Regions from separate parts of the Sus scrofa genome. Here region 1 is linked to region 2. A link is a contact called in public Hi-C data. All regions are on one chromosome and are shown on one strand. Each heading gives the region's core, a stretch centred on a gene start, on an enhancer-like site or on the middle of the called end of the contact. The rest is flanking DNA. Distances are from core to core; before and after follow the strand shown. Region 1 overlaps SLC44A1 (choline transporter-like protein 1). Region 2 overlaps SLC44A1 (choline transporter-like protein 1).

Evidence for each region. Hi-C and Micro-C count contacts between places; a contact is called where the count stands out from the background.
Region 1: a contact with region 2 is called in a Hi-C map of embryonic fibroblasts, with 1.5 times the contacts expected there. The contact joins two enhancer-like sites. A contact is called at or near these places in 2 of 5 promoter capture datasets (liver and skeletal muscle) and 1 of 47 Hi-C or Micro-C datasets (embryonic fibroblasts).

The regions. Positions count from the first base shown.
Region 1 is chr1:246,631,401-246,637,869 of Sscrofa11.1, forward strand. The region is part of intron 3 of SLC44A1 (choline transporter-like protein 1); the gene reads left to right. Among named protein-coding and RNA genes, the nearest start is that of SLC44A1, 86 kb to the left of the region's middle. Within about 2 kb of position 1,836, at least 8 of the 83 cell types and tissues checked have an H3K27ac peak or open chromatin away from gene starts, as enhancers often do. A contact at or near this core is called in embryonic fibroblasts, where this site is marked.
Region 2 is chr1:246,555,089-246,562,218 of Sscrofa11.1, forward strand. The region is part of intron 1 of SLC44A1 (choline transporter-like protein 1); the gene reads left to right. Among named protein-coding and RNA genes, the nearest start is that of SLC44A1, 10 kb to the left of the region's middle. Within about 2 kb of position 1,778, at least 29 of the 83 cell types and tissues checked have an H3K27ac peak or open chromatin away from gene starts, as enhancers often do. A contact at or near this core is called in embryonic fibroblasts, where this site is marked.

The DNA of each region.
Region 1 (6,469 bases), core at 586-3,085, 76 kb after region 2:
AGCTGTGCACCTACACAAGGAAGGGATGGTTGGTTTTTCTATGTGTTACCTGCCTAGGTTATATACTTAACATATCTAAGTTAAATATGCTTACTGCTACTTATCCAGAGTCTTACTACTTGGGTTGGTTCCAGATTAACCAGACAGCAGCAAAATTTTTGTTGTTTTGTCATTGTACACAGCTTATAGATATGACCTTAGTAATATACTTTAGGTAATTATTAACCACTTCAACTATGAGTTTTATGGTCATCAATTTGCCACCTCTTTATATATCTGGATATGAGAGTTGAAGACAACTGAGAAGTTAGAGGGTACACAGTCCCTCTAACACATAACCAGCCTCACTTTTTTAAAATTTAATTTTACTTGAGTATAGTTGATTTACAATATTGTATTAGTTTCAGAGGTTCAGCAAAGTAAATTAGTTGTACATGTAAATATATCCATTCCTTTTTCTCACATTGCTCAGTTATTATAGACTACTGAGTGGATTTTCCTGTGCTATAGACTGTTTTATACAGTAGTATGAATGTATTCCCACCCTTGCAATTCTTCCCTCCCCCTACAGCATAAGATTGGTTTTGAAATCTGTAACTTTGTTTCTGTTTTTTATTTTTCTTTTATTTTTGTCTCTTTGGGGCTACATCCACAGCATATGGAAATTCCCAGGCTAGGGGTCAAATTGGAGCTGTAGCTGCTGGCCACAGCCACAGTCATAGCAACTGGAGAGCTGAGCTGCATCTGCCACCTACCCCCCAGCTCCACAGCACTGCCAGATCCTTAGCCCACTGAGTGAGGCTGGGAATCTAACTCATATCTTCATGCATACTAGTTGGGTTCAGTACCACTGAGCTATGATGAGAGCTCCTGGTTTTTTTTATTTTAATTTTTTTGTCTTTTTAGGGCTGCACCCGTGGCATGTGAAGGTTCCCAGGTTAGGGGTGGAATCAGAGCTACAGCTGCTAGGCTACACCACAGCCACAATAATGTGGGATCCAAGCCTCATCTGTGACCTACACCACAGCTCACAGCAAGGCTGGATCCTCAACCCACTGAGCGAGGCCAGGAATCGAACCCACATCTTCATGGATACTAGTCGGGTTTATTATTGCTGAGCCACAATGAGAACTCCTGTTTCTGTTTTTTAAGTAAGTTTTTTGGGGGGAGTTTCCATTGTGGCTCAGTGGAAACGAATCTGACTAGCATCCATGAGGACTCAGTTTTGATCCCTGGCCTCACTCAGTGGGTTAAGGATCCGGTATTGCTGTGAGCTGTGGTATAGGTCACAGATGGGGCTCAGATCCTGCGTTGCTGTGGCTGTGGTGTAGGCCAGCAGCTACAGCTCCGATTCAACTCCTAGCCTGGGAACCTCCATATGCCATGGGTGCGGCCCTAGAAAAAAAAGAAAGAAAAGTTTTTTTGGTATCATTTTATTAGATGCCACATATAAGTGATAGCATATGATTATTTGTCTGACTTACTTCACTTAGTATGATAATGTCTAGGTCCATCCATGTCATTGCAAATCAGCCTCACCTTTGACAGTAAATGCAAGTTCAGGGGTCCACAAAGTCACTCTTAGGTTTGATAATTTTCCAGAAAGCCTCACCGAACTCACCGAAATATATTACACTCAGTTATAGTTTATTACAAGGAAAAGCAAACAGATTAAAAAAGGAGCTAACGAGACTCTGTACCATTGTTCTTTCCCCCTGGAATCAGGGAATGTAACTTGCCTGGCATTGATGTGTGATAATGCACATGAGTATTGCCAGCTGCGGACCTCACCCAGGCTTCAGCATTTAGAATTTTTACTAGGGCTTCTAAACTATGCAAACATGATTCATTGCCTGTGTGGCTGACTCAATCTCAGCCGCTGTGGTCAGGCTGACACCATATGATCCAACATTGCTGATCTTTCTAAGAGCGGTCAGATTCCACCCTAACCTGACCTCCTACCTTCACTTTGTTACACCACCTGCCATGACCTACCTAAATCCCTAGGCAAATAAAGACCCTCTTACAAGACTTAGAGATTAATTTGCAAAAGCCCAGGACAAAGTCCCAACCTCTGAGTAGATTAAATTTTTTACAACCCGCTGGCACTCTTTAGATTTTATAAAATGCATTTCCAAGGTGAAATTTAAAATATCTAACAGTCTTACTGAGGTATAACTTATATATAGTGATTTACCCTTTTTAAGGGTACATTAGAATTTTGGTAACTGTATATAATCCTGTGCCCCCGTCATAATAACTACTTCTTTTGCCCCCAGAAGATTACCTCATGCTCATTGCAGTCAGTCCTTGCCCCATCCTTGTCCCCAAATAACCACTGAGCTGCTTTCTGTTAGTATAGTTTTGTCTCTTCTAGAATTGCATGTTCATGGAGTCATACAGTGTGTAGTATTTTGTGCCACTTTTGTTCATATAGCATAGTAATGTGAGATTCATCCATATTGTTAAATATATCTGTGGTTTGTGCCTTTTTAATTGCTGAGTAGTATTTCATTGTGTGCATATACCACATTTTGTTTATCTATTCACCTGTTTTTGGATGTATGTTTTTTTCCATACTTATTATTTTCCAGTCTTTTTCTTTTTCTTTTTTTTTTTTTTAGGGCTGCACATGGAGGTTCCCAGGCTAGGGGTTGAATCAAAGCTGTAGCCTATGTGACAGCCACAGCAAAGTGGGATCCTAGCTGTGTCTGCAACCTACACCACAGCTCACAGCAATGCCAGATCCCCAACCCAAGAAGATCAAACTCAAGGCCAGGGATCAAACATGCATCCTCATAGATACTAGTCAGATTGGCTTCCGCTGAGCCACAACGGTAACTTTTTAATCTTAACTATCCTCGTGCATGTATAGATGTATCTCACTGTGGTTTTAATTTGCATATTTCTAGTGACTGATGATGTTGAGCATCTTTTTAAGTGTTAGTTGACTATCCACATATCTTCTTTCCTTCCATCCATAAAACTTCTTTCACTAAGTATGTATTTAAGTCATTCACACATTTGCAAATATATTGGCTTGTTTGTTTTAATAAGTTATGAGTTCTTTATATATTCTAGGTAAAAGACCTTTGCTGGGCATGGTTTGTAAATATTTCTCTGATATAGAAGGTGGTTCATCTTTTTATTTTCTTCATGGTATCTTTCCACAAATAAAACGTTTTTAATTTTGATGAAGTCTATAATTTATCCCTGAGATAAAATTTTAAAACATCACATAAAATGTGACCTTTTAATGGTTCATGCTTTTTGTGTGCTAAGCAATCATTGCTGTACCCAAATCAGCACTTATATTTTGTTTTCTTCTAGAAGTTTTTCTTATTTAGCACTTAAACGTTTGTATACAGTGTGAAGAGGTCAAAGTTTATTTGTTTTTCACATAAAAAGTCAGGAGTTCCCATCGTGGCTTAGAGGAAAGAACCTGACTAATATCCATGAGGATACAAGTTTCATCCCTGGCCCAGCTTGGTAGGTTAAGGATCTGGCCTTGCTGTGAGCTGCGGTTAGGTCACAGACTCAGATCTGGCGTTGCTGTGGCTGTGGTGTAGGCCAGCAGCTGTAGCTCCAATTCGACCCCTAGCCTGGGAATTTCCATATGCTGCACCTGTGGCCCTTAGAAAAAAATTTCCAGTTATTCTAGCAGCATTTATTGAAAGACTGTCTCCCCCATTGAATTACTTTGGCATCTTTGTCAAAAACAGATTTCGGAGTTCCCGTCGTGGCGCAGTGGTTAACGAATCCGACTAGGAACCATGAGGTTGTGGGTTTGGTCCCTGCCCTTGCTCAGTGGGTTAACGATCTGGCGTTGCTGTGAGCTGTGGTGTAGGTTGCAGACGCAGCTCGGATCCCGCGTTGCTGTGGCTCTGGTGTAGGCCAGTGGCTACAGCTCCGATTCGACCCCTAGCCTGGGAACCTCCATATGCCGTGGGAGTGGCCCAAGAAATAGCAAAAAAAAAAAAAAAAAAAAAAAACAGATTTCATTTTAAGTCTGAGGATGTGAAAGAAAGTTGATGGAGTTTCTAGTAGTGACAGGTATCAATATTATGGGGAAATAGTCTATTTAAAATCAAACAAAATGAGGATGTAACCTTTTTATATCATTTTGTAAAATAACTAGTTGCAACAAATCATATAAAAGAAATAAATGAAATGTGCGTAGGTCAGTAGAAGAGAAAAATAATGCTGTTTGTCAGTGAAAAGGGACTGTAACCGGAATGCTATAGGAGATTCAACAAAAACATATCCTGAAATGAGATGCTTAAATCATGGGTTATAAAACATACGCCTAACTGAATTCACTCATTTATTTTATCAGTAGACACAATATAATGAAAAAGATAATATTTGTTTTATTAAAAAATAAAATCTAACAAGATATAGGGCTAAACTCAGCCAATTATGCTTTAATAGAAAAAAAGGAAAACAAATAATAAGAGAAATATAATCTGTTCATGGTTGATAGTCTTAATATAATGAAGATGACAATACTAACAAAGTTAATTTATAGATTTAATACAATACCAGTTAAGATCTAAATAGGATGTTGAATTGAACTTGATTGATAGTATAAATCACACAGTAAAGGAGCAGGCAAGAACTTCAGGTGGCAAACGTTTTTAAAAATTATTCTCGTTCACAAAATTATTTGAGAGGATTAAAATTAAGTTCGTACATTGTAAGATAATTAAATGAAGATAAAAGATCAGAAGCCACACAGCGTTCCCATTGTGGCTCAGTGGGTTAAGAATCTGACTAGTAACCATGAGGATTTGGGTTCAATCTCTGGCCTTGCTCAGTGGCTTGCTGTTGCCCCAAGTTGCTATGTAGGTCACAGGTGCTCCTCGGATTTGGCATTGCTGTGGCTGTGGTGTAGGCCGACAGCTGCAGCTCTGATCGACCCCTTGCCCGGGACGTCCATATGTTGCAGATGCTGCCATTAAAAAAAAAAAAAATCAGGAGCCACACCATAGAAGTACAGAGGAGATTATACCGGAAATCTAGGTTAAATATAGTTACTGAAGTTCATCACCAAATTACTTGTGAACTTTCTGGTTTTGAAGGCAGAAGATTTTTTGCCAGAAGTTGCAGTTCAAAGGCCTTAGGCAGACACTGCTCATCACTTAGGTCAGCTGGAAATGAGACTTCAGGGGATTTTGGACACTTTGAATATTATATATGTGTGTGCCCATAAAAAGGAGGGGAGATAGTGGCTGTTGGGTTCTAGCTGATAAGTTTTGGCATGTGAGTACAGGGACCCAGTGATACTGATTATTCAAGAGAAGCCAGAAATTTATAAGGCACCCTTATGACCCAAGCAACCCCCAAAGACCCCCTGTACCTCCTGATACCATCAACCTTTGAAGGCTAGAATTCAGCATATGAATTTTAGGGGACACAGACCATAGCATCTATCATCTACTGATTTTGAAGCACTGGTAATTAGTGTACTAGCCAAACTGTAGGAGGAGGTGTTACTCATTGTCTGAGTAAGGGTTATGTGTATATAGTTGTCATTGTCTAATTCAGGATTGTGTAGCTTAGAGGGGAACACAGGGAGTTTGGCATTCTAGACCAAAACTTATTCCAAAGTATTTTTTTCTTAATTTTTTAAGTTTTAAATGATTTTTATTTTTTCCATTATAGCTGGTTTACTTATCCCAGAGTATTTTTAACAAGACTACCTGAAATGAATATGGGTTAATAGCAATGATAGAAATAAAATAGAAACACCAGAAATAAACTGATAGTGGTTAAATATTTGAGAAATGCAGTCAGTGTTTAAGAAAGATCACTGTGGAAGAAAACCACATTTAGATCTATTTTAACCTCATACCATGCAGAATAAATTCCAGATGAGTTAATTTTTTTTTTCTTTTTTTTCTTTTTGGTCTTTTTTAGGGCCGCTCCCATGGCATACAGAGGTTCCCAGGCTAGGGATCTAATTGGAGCTGTAGCTGCCACCCTACACCACAGCCACAGCAGTGAGGGATCCCAGCTGCGTCTGCGACCTACACCACAGCTCACGGTAACACTGGATCCTTAACCCACTGAGCAAGGCCAGGGATCAAACCCTCAACCTCATGATTCCTAGTCAGATTCATTAACCACTGAGCCAGGACGGGAACTCCAAGATGAGTTAAATATTTTTAAACAAACATTATACACTTACCTTTGTTACGGAAAGGAGATCATTTATATTTATACATTGTTGAAGCAGTAAAGAAATAAAATAGTACCAAGGTAGACATGTTTGATTATCAGAAGCTTTGATTCTCTGACATAAAGCTAAAAGCAATACAATGAGAATAGTATTTGTAATTTTTCTCTAATGGGTAAGATTTTTCCATGGGAAATGTATCCATAAGGGTAGAGCCAGTAGGCAGGTAACTAGTGATGGTTTGCACTATAACCAAGGATGGTTTACACTAGAGAAAGTAACATGAACATG
Region 2 (7,130 bases), core at 528-3,027:
ATTATACCCCTGGACCAGGGGTTGGCAAAACTACAGCCCATGGGCCAAATCTGGCTGTACCTGTTTTTGTATGACTTTGCGAGCTAAGAATGCCAAAGATGGTATTTATATATTTAAATGGTTGAACAAATTAGAAGAACATTTTTGCATGAGAAATGTATTTCATAAAAATTATATAAATTTGAATTCTTTGCCTGAAAATAAAGTTTTCTGGATACATGCACTCTCATTTGTTTTCACATCGTCTGTAGCTGCTCTTAATGCTACAATGGCAGAGTTGAATAGTTAGTTGTGACAGACTTTATGGTCTACAAGTGTAAATGTTTATTCTGTGGCTCTTTAGGGAAAATGTTTGCTGACCCCTGGTCTAGATTGAGTTGCTGAGGAGAGGGACCACATCTGCTTTGTTCATTGCTTTTACTCTCTGTGCTTAGCTGGTACCTGATACATGGTAGGTGTTCATGAAATTTTCGAATTAATAAGATGTTCTTTTTCCTTTAATGGATGGATGTGGATGAACTCTTACCTTAGTGACTCGGATGTTTTAAAATTCAGTGTAAAATCTTTTTAAAGGGACAAATAATTTTGAGGAAGATTCTCAGCTGAATTTTTAGCAGCATCTTAAGCAGCTTCTCTGTGGCACGTATACATCTCACATATGAAGCAAGTGTACTTGTAGAGGTGTACGTTTGGGCGTATTTTTTCCCCCTTGGTGGACTCCTTTCTGATTTCATATCAGCTGTATAATAGGATTTATTTAAGAAACATTTTGTTGATAAAATGCTGGAATTTATTTTTTTGTGAAAATAATATTATTACTGTTTTTAGCTGCTCACTACAATATCCCACAACTATTTAGACATCTCTTTAGTAAGGAAAGTATTAAGAGCTATTTTTATCCTAATATTTATTTATTTATTTATTACTTTGTAGGGCTGCACCTGTGGCATATGGAAGTTCCCAGGCTAGGCGTTGAATCAGAGCTACAGCTGCCAGCCTACACCACAGCCACAGCTATACAGGATCTGAGCCATGTCTGCGACCTACATTGCAGCTCGCTGCAACTCTGGATGCTTTAACCCACTGAGTGAGGCCAGGGAATCGAACCCACATCTTCATGGATACTAGTCAGGTTCCTTACCACTGAGGCACGATGGGAACTCCCTATCCTAATTTTTAAGGTTGCTAGATATGCTGAAAACTTGAACAGAAGTGTTTAATTTCTGGATACATTTGTATAATATAAAATGAGAACAGCAAAAAGGTGGAAAAATTGAAATATATGGTTACTTTAAGATGTTTAAGTAGCAGGGAAAGTATTAAAGTTTGCTCTTTTTTTTTTTTTTTCCCTTTTAAGTAGCATTGTGATAATGGTAATGATGATAATAAGGATCTTGTAAGATTTTTCATTAGGAACCACTTAAAGATGATTCTGCTTTAAGAAATGAAAAACCTTAAATCTAAATAGTTAAAGCATTAAGGAAAACTTTTATATGAGTTGAGAGGTAGGGTGGCTTCCAGCCTGGTTAGTTCAGTAGCTTGGTATTGTCAATAAGGACCTGAGTTGTCTCTTTTTGTTATTTAAGGAAGGTAGCTTTTCCTCACGTAGGTCGCCTCCTGATCTGAAGATGGATGTGACTCTCTCAAAGACTCTTGTTATGCTGAGCTGACTGCCTCCATCCAGTGGTTTTTCTTTAATGGGAGTTAGGGAGGGCTGCCTACTCATCCCTAAACAATGTCAAGCGAGGGGGAGGCTAGGGCACTGTAATTGGCTTGACTAACCAGGATTTCCCTCTGAGTCAAGTGGAGGGTGGAGCCACACCAGGACAAACTTAGGACTTTGCTGGCAAGGCTTGAGGCGGAGGAGGGTTGGGGAGCACTGGGACTAGGTAGGCAGCTGGTAGTACCTACTACCTAGTTTTGCTATTTTATCTGCCTATGAAATCACACTTTTATAAAGTTTCCTAATGTTTTACTTATAGCTCCATTATAAAACTTTTCACAGTTCATAGTTGAAAGTCACACAGTTATCTTCCTGTTTTCCCAGTGACAGATACTGCTCTCGTCACTGCCCAAGTGCTATTTTTCTCTTTTCTCCACCTCCACTGCCTCTTTCCCATTCTGAGATGAGGATAGCTTCTGGATAAAGAAGAACGTTTAAGGTTGGGATGATGGTTAAGTAGCTAATCAGTATTCCCACAACCCTTGGGCCCTGAGAGAACCTTGGGGTCTAGCATGACTTGTTCAAGCTCTCAATTTCCTTTGCTACCTCTTCTTGCTTCTTTGTGTGTTTATCTCTGTAGGACTGGTATTCATGTTTTCTTTTTTGGTCCCTCCCCCTAAAATTTTCTTTTTCCTTCCTTTTCTTTCTACCCCTACCTGATGCACTTAAGGAATCATAGTAGTGAATATTCTAGAACAGAAAAGTAGAAAGAGAGTGTCTTTGGTTTCCCTTCTATTTAATTTTGGGGTTTTTATGTTTGTTTTTTGGTATAACAATAATAAAACCAAAGATCCACGTCATTATTTAGAATATCTATGATATAAAGAGCTCTCACAGTATAAATAAAGAGTTCTCACAGTACAAATAAAAACTGCATCTTTGCCAGAAATATCTAATTTACAGAAGGAGAAGTAATGAACTAAAATGTAAATATGTTCAATTTTGCTGATCAAATTAAGGGCACATAGACACCCTTTTTGTCTGTAACTTTAGTAAAAGTTAATAGAATAATATTAATTACTCTTGTGATTTTGTCTCAAGTATTCTTTATTGATTTGCTGAATAAATTGGAATGACCCTCCTGGGACAGTGTTGATGACATACATTGAAAGCCATAAAAAAAGTTGACACCCTTTATTTAGTAATCCAAAAGTATAATAATGCATCATAATAATGGCATTATTTGTAATAAAAAGTTTAAATTTTTATTTTTATTTTTTTGTCTTTTTGCCATTTCTTGGGCTGCTCCCGTGGCATATGGAGGTTCCCAGGGTAGGGGTCCAATCGGAGCTGTAGCTGCCGGCCTACACCAGAGCCACAGTGACGCGGGATCCGAGCCGCGTCTGCAACCTACACCACAGCTCACAGCAATGCCGGATCCCCAACCCACTGAGCAAGGCCAGGGACTGAACCTGCAACCTCATGGTTCCTGGTCAGACTTGTCAACCACTGAGCCACGACGGGAACTCCTAAAAAGTTTAATTTTAAACATATGTAAAATTTTCTTAAAGTTCAGTTGAATTGAGTTAATTATATGTTTCTCACTTTACCAACCCCAACTAAATGATTCTTCCTTAATGGATAAGTAGCTTTCTGCCATCCTCGTAAGAAATCCTTTCCCTACTGCTGCTGGGAAGGGCTACTGGAATCTGAGTACTGATATACATCTTATACTGGCAGCAGTATGGGCTTGTAGAGCTAGACTGTATGGGTTTAAAGTCATCAGCTGGGTTATTTGGGCCAAATTCTTTAATGTTTGGTGCCTCAGTTTATTGCTATAAAACGGCAATAATAACAAAACCTGCCTCGCAGGCTTGTAGCAAACCCATGCACAACCTATGAAAATATCTCAGACATTATTAATATAAATTAATTCTCTCAGGTCTTCTACCCATTATTACTCCCCTAAAAAATTCTGCTTTTGGGTTCTGGAAAAGGGACCCTGACTTCAAAAAATTTTAAATTGTGTCTGGAAGATGAGTGTTAAGGGTAAAATGAATAACAGTAATAATGAGATGCTGAATTGGAGCGTTAGGAGTTTAGGAGATGAAGAAGTCAAGAAAGGATGGGCTAGTTAGTGGGCTTCCGGAAAATCACTCTTAATTTGGCTTTGAAGGATGGGTTTAGCAAGTGGGAGGATAGACAGATTTTTGTAGAAAGCAGGGACAAAAGAGGACATTGTAGTTAAAGGAGCAGCTTGAACAAAGGCAAGGCAGCCTTTAACTTAGCTGCGTGTCTGTTTGGAAAGGCGACCTGGCTAGAAGTGTTACCTGTAGGGAAGACTTGACTATTTAAGGGGCAGCCATGAAGGGTTTTTCAGTCTTTCTGTGCTTCAAGTGGGAGAAAGGGAAAGAGGCCACCCTGGAAGCCATGTGGTAACTCAGACCAACAGAGTAAATGAGAAATAGAAGGGACATTATGAAATTGAAATAGGACAGATTTTCCTGACTTAATCTGGATATGTGGGATGAAGCAGAGGGATAAAACTGGTTCAGGATGCTATATAATGGGAAAAGGGTATTAGAGTAGACATGGGAGTTGAGATAGAGACTAGAATGTGGGGAGGAGAACATGAATTTAATTTTGTGTGAACTGAGTTTGAGGTGATACCGATATTACTACCTCCATGGAGCAATTTCCTATAGGCAATTGAAGATCCAGAATTGTATTTCAGAAAGATGCTCTGTCCTTTGTGTGATGGAGGTGCTCAAAGGATAAGCTGTCTCCCAGGGGGAAGACATGGGATATGAGAGCAGACCACTGGCTTTTCCCTGCCTTCATTCCCTAGTTGTTTGCTCTCATATAATAAATTTCATTTTGTTCTCGCAACTCTGAGATGGATACCAGTGATAGCCCCATTTTGCAGATGAAGAAACAAAGGCTGGGAAAGTTTAGGCAGCTTGTGCAAGGTCCTCCAAATGTAAAGCCTGGAGTAGTTCAAAGCCTTTGCCTTTCCTGCTGCACTGCATTCCCATCCCTCTGCTGTACTGAGGACTCTAATTAAATAGTATATTAAATGTCGCTTAGATATTACTTTTTTTCATTTAAATTCAGAGATTGTGTGTATTATTTACACTGCCTTTTGAAGTGTATGTGTTGTGGTGGTGGTGGGGAAGGTGTTGGTTTTAAATCAGGGCATCCCAAACTAGAGGTCAGGGTATGACAATCTGGAGTAGAGTCTATATAAGTGGTAGTTAGAAACTTGAGGCTCTGGGGACCCTTGACTGTGGTGCATTTCCTCCTGAGCCTGTCTACATTTTCTTCTAAGAACTTAAGTCTGAACAAGTCTATCATGGCAGTCAGTTTACTAAACATGACTGCAATTGTGTCCTTTCCCCATAACTTAGATTCCTAAGAATGCAGTTTCAAATAAGGAATATATATTTATGTAGTCAGTCTTGGGCGATCCATGACCTCTGAAAGGGTTAACATTTCAGAGATGACATTATTTAATACTGAGTGCCAGTAAGGCTCAGGAGAGCAGTAAGAAAGGAATGGGGACAAAAAAGAAAAAAAAAAAGAAAAAAAAGGGAGTTTCCGTCGTGGCTCAGTGGTTAACGAATCCGACTAGGAACTCTGAGGTTTGCGGGTTTAATCCCTGGTCTCGTTCAGTGGGTTAAGGATCCGTCATTGCCATGTGCTGTGGTGTAGGCTAGCCGCTACAGTTCTTATTTGACCCCTATCTTGGGAACCTCCATATGCTGTGGGTGCAGCCCTAAAAAGACCAAAAAAAAAAAAAAAAAAAGACCGTTTTGGAATAAGCGTTGGTGGTTGAAGTGATTTCAGTTGTGAAGGTATAGAAATAATATTTTTATAAGACTTTATTTTAAAATTGGATGTAATTCTAGTTTTGGTAATTGTTTTTTAAAAGTTTATAGTTTACTGGAGTTGCTGTCATGGCTCAGGGGTTAACAAATCCGACCAGGAATCCTGAGGTTGCGGGTTTGATCCCTGGCCTCACACAGTGGGTTAAGGGTCTGGCGTTGCCCTGAGCTATGGTGTAGGTCGCAGATGGGGCTCAGATCTGGCGTTGCTGTGGCTCTGGTGTGGGTCGGTGGCTACAGCTTCCATTAGACCCCTACCCTATCCTGGGAACCTCCACATACCACAGGTGCAGCCCTAGAAAAGACAGAAAGACAAACAAACAAAAAAAAAAGTTTATATTTTACTTCAATTTGAGAAACTAAACCAAGACCAAGCAGAAACACATGTTCCTGCTGAGTTAGAGACAAGCAGAGTAGCGAGCCTCCTGGGAGGAGGGAATACTTCCACAGGACCTGCTGCTTACCAGGCTCTCTGCCCTGTAAGTGGTGTTCACATGCGCTCCGGTTTAAGGATACAAATGTTACTTATCTAAGAATACCTTAAGCAGGGTTTCCCCAAGTTTGCATCCCCGTAATGCCAGGGCTACAGGATGATCTTCCAAGAAAGGCTTCTGAGGTCAGAAAAGTTTGGGAAGTTCTTGCTCGTTCCATACCCTCTACCTCCAGTTGTGGAGCTACAGTGTATATCAGCATATTAAAGATACATTATCCCACACACCACGTACCCACACCCTGGAAAACAATTTAACTTGGCTTAACGGGCCTTCATTCAGTTCATTTGTCCTTAAAATTTACTTTTTTCCCCCATTACATCTTGAGGACATTTTCTCCTGTAGGACAGACTTTGAAAAGCAATGCTTGAAATATTCCTTCTTGGAGTTCCTGTTGTGGTTAAGTGGAAACAAAACCCACTAGGAACCATGAAGTTGTGGGTTCAATCCCTGGCCTCACTGAGTGGGTTGGGGATCTGGCGTTGCCATGAGTTCCAATTAGATCCCTAGCCTGGGAACCTCCATATGCCTCAGGTGCGGCCAAAGTAAGTGTGGGTCAAGAATGTTGATCAGGTTACCCTTAGTAGGAAGTGCTTAGCAGATCTGAAACTGAGTTTGAGCACATCACAAATGTCAACGTGTTCTTTACCATCTTGACAAACCAATGTGAATAAATTTCACATGACTCAAGTATATTACAAGGTAAAAGCCTTTTGTGTGAATAATTTCCTAGATTTGTAGTTTGAGATCTCCAGGAAGAAAGGTAAGTGGTTTACAAAAGGATCCCTCAACTTCGACACTTCAGAAGAGACCCTCTGTGAGGCCTGCTGGGCCAACAGCAAGAGAGGGAACCAGACATCTGCATGTGGGGGTTTTCTTTTCCTTTCTCCTGGGTCTGCAGCAGGCAAGACTCTAGTTACAGTTATTACTCACTGCTCCAAATGGATATCTGGAGTTAGGACCTGCCGATTGAATGATGACTGTCTTATGTTGGAAAAGGAATCCAGGACAATGAAGATATTACAAGGGCAAAGCAGATAGTAGACCCTCAACATATATTCATTGACTATAGGTGGTGGGAGAGTGGGGTAT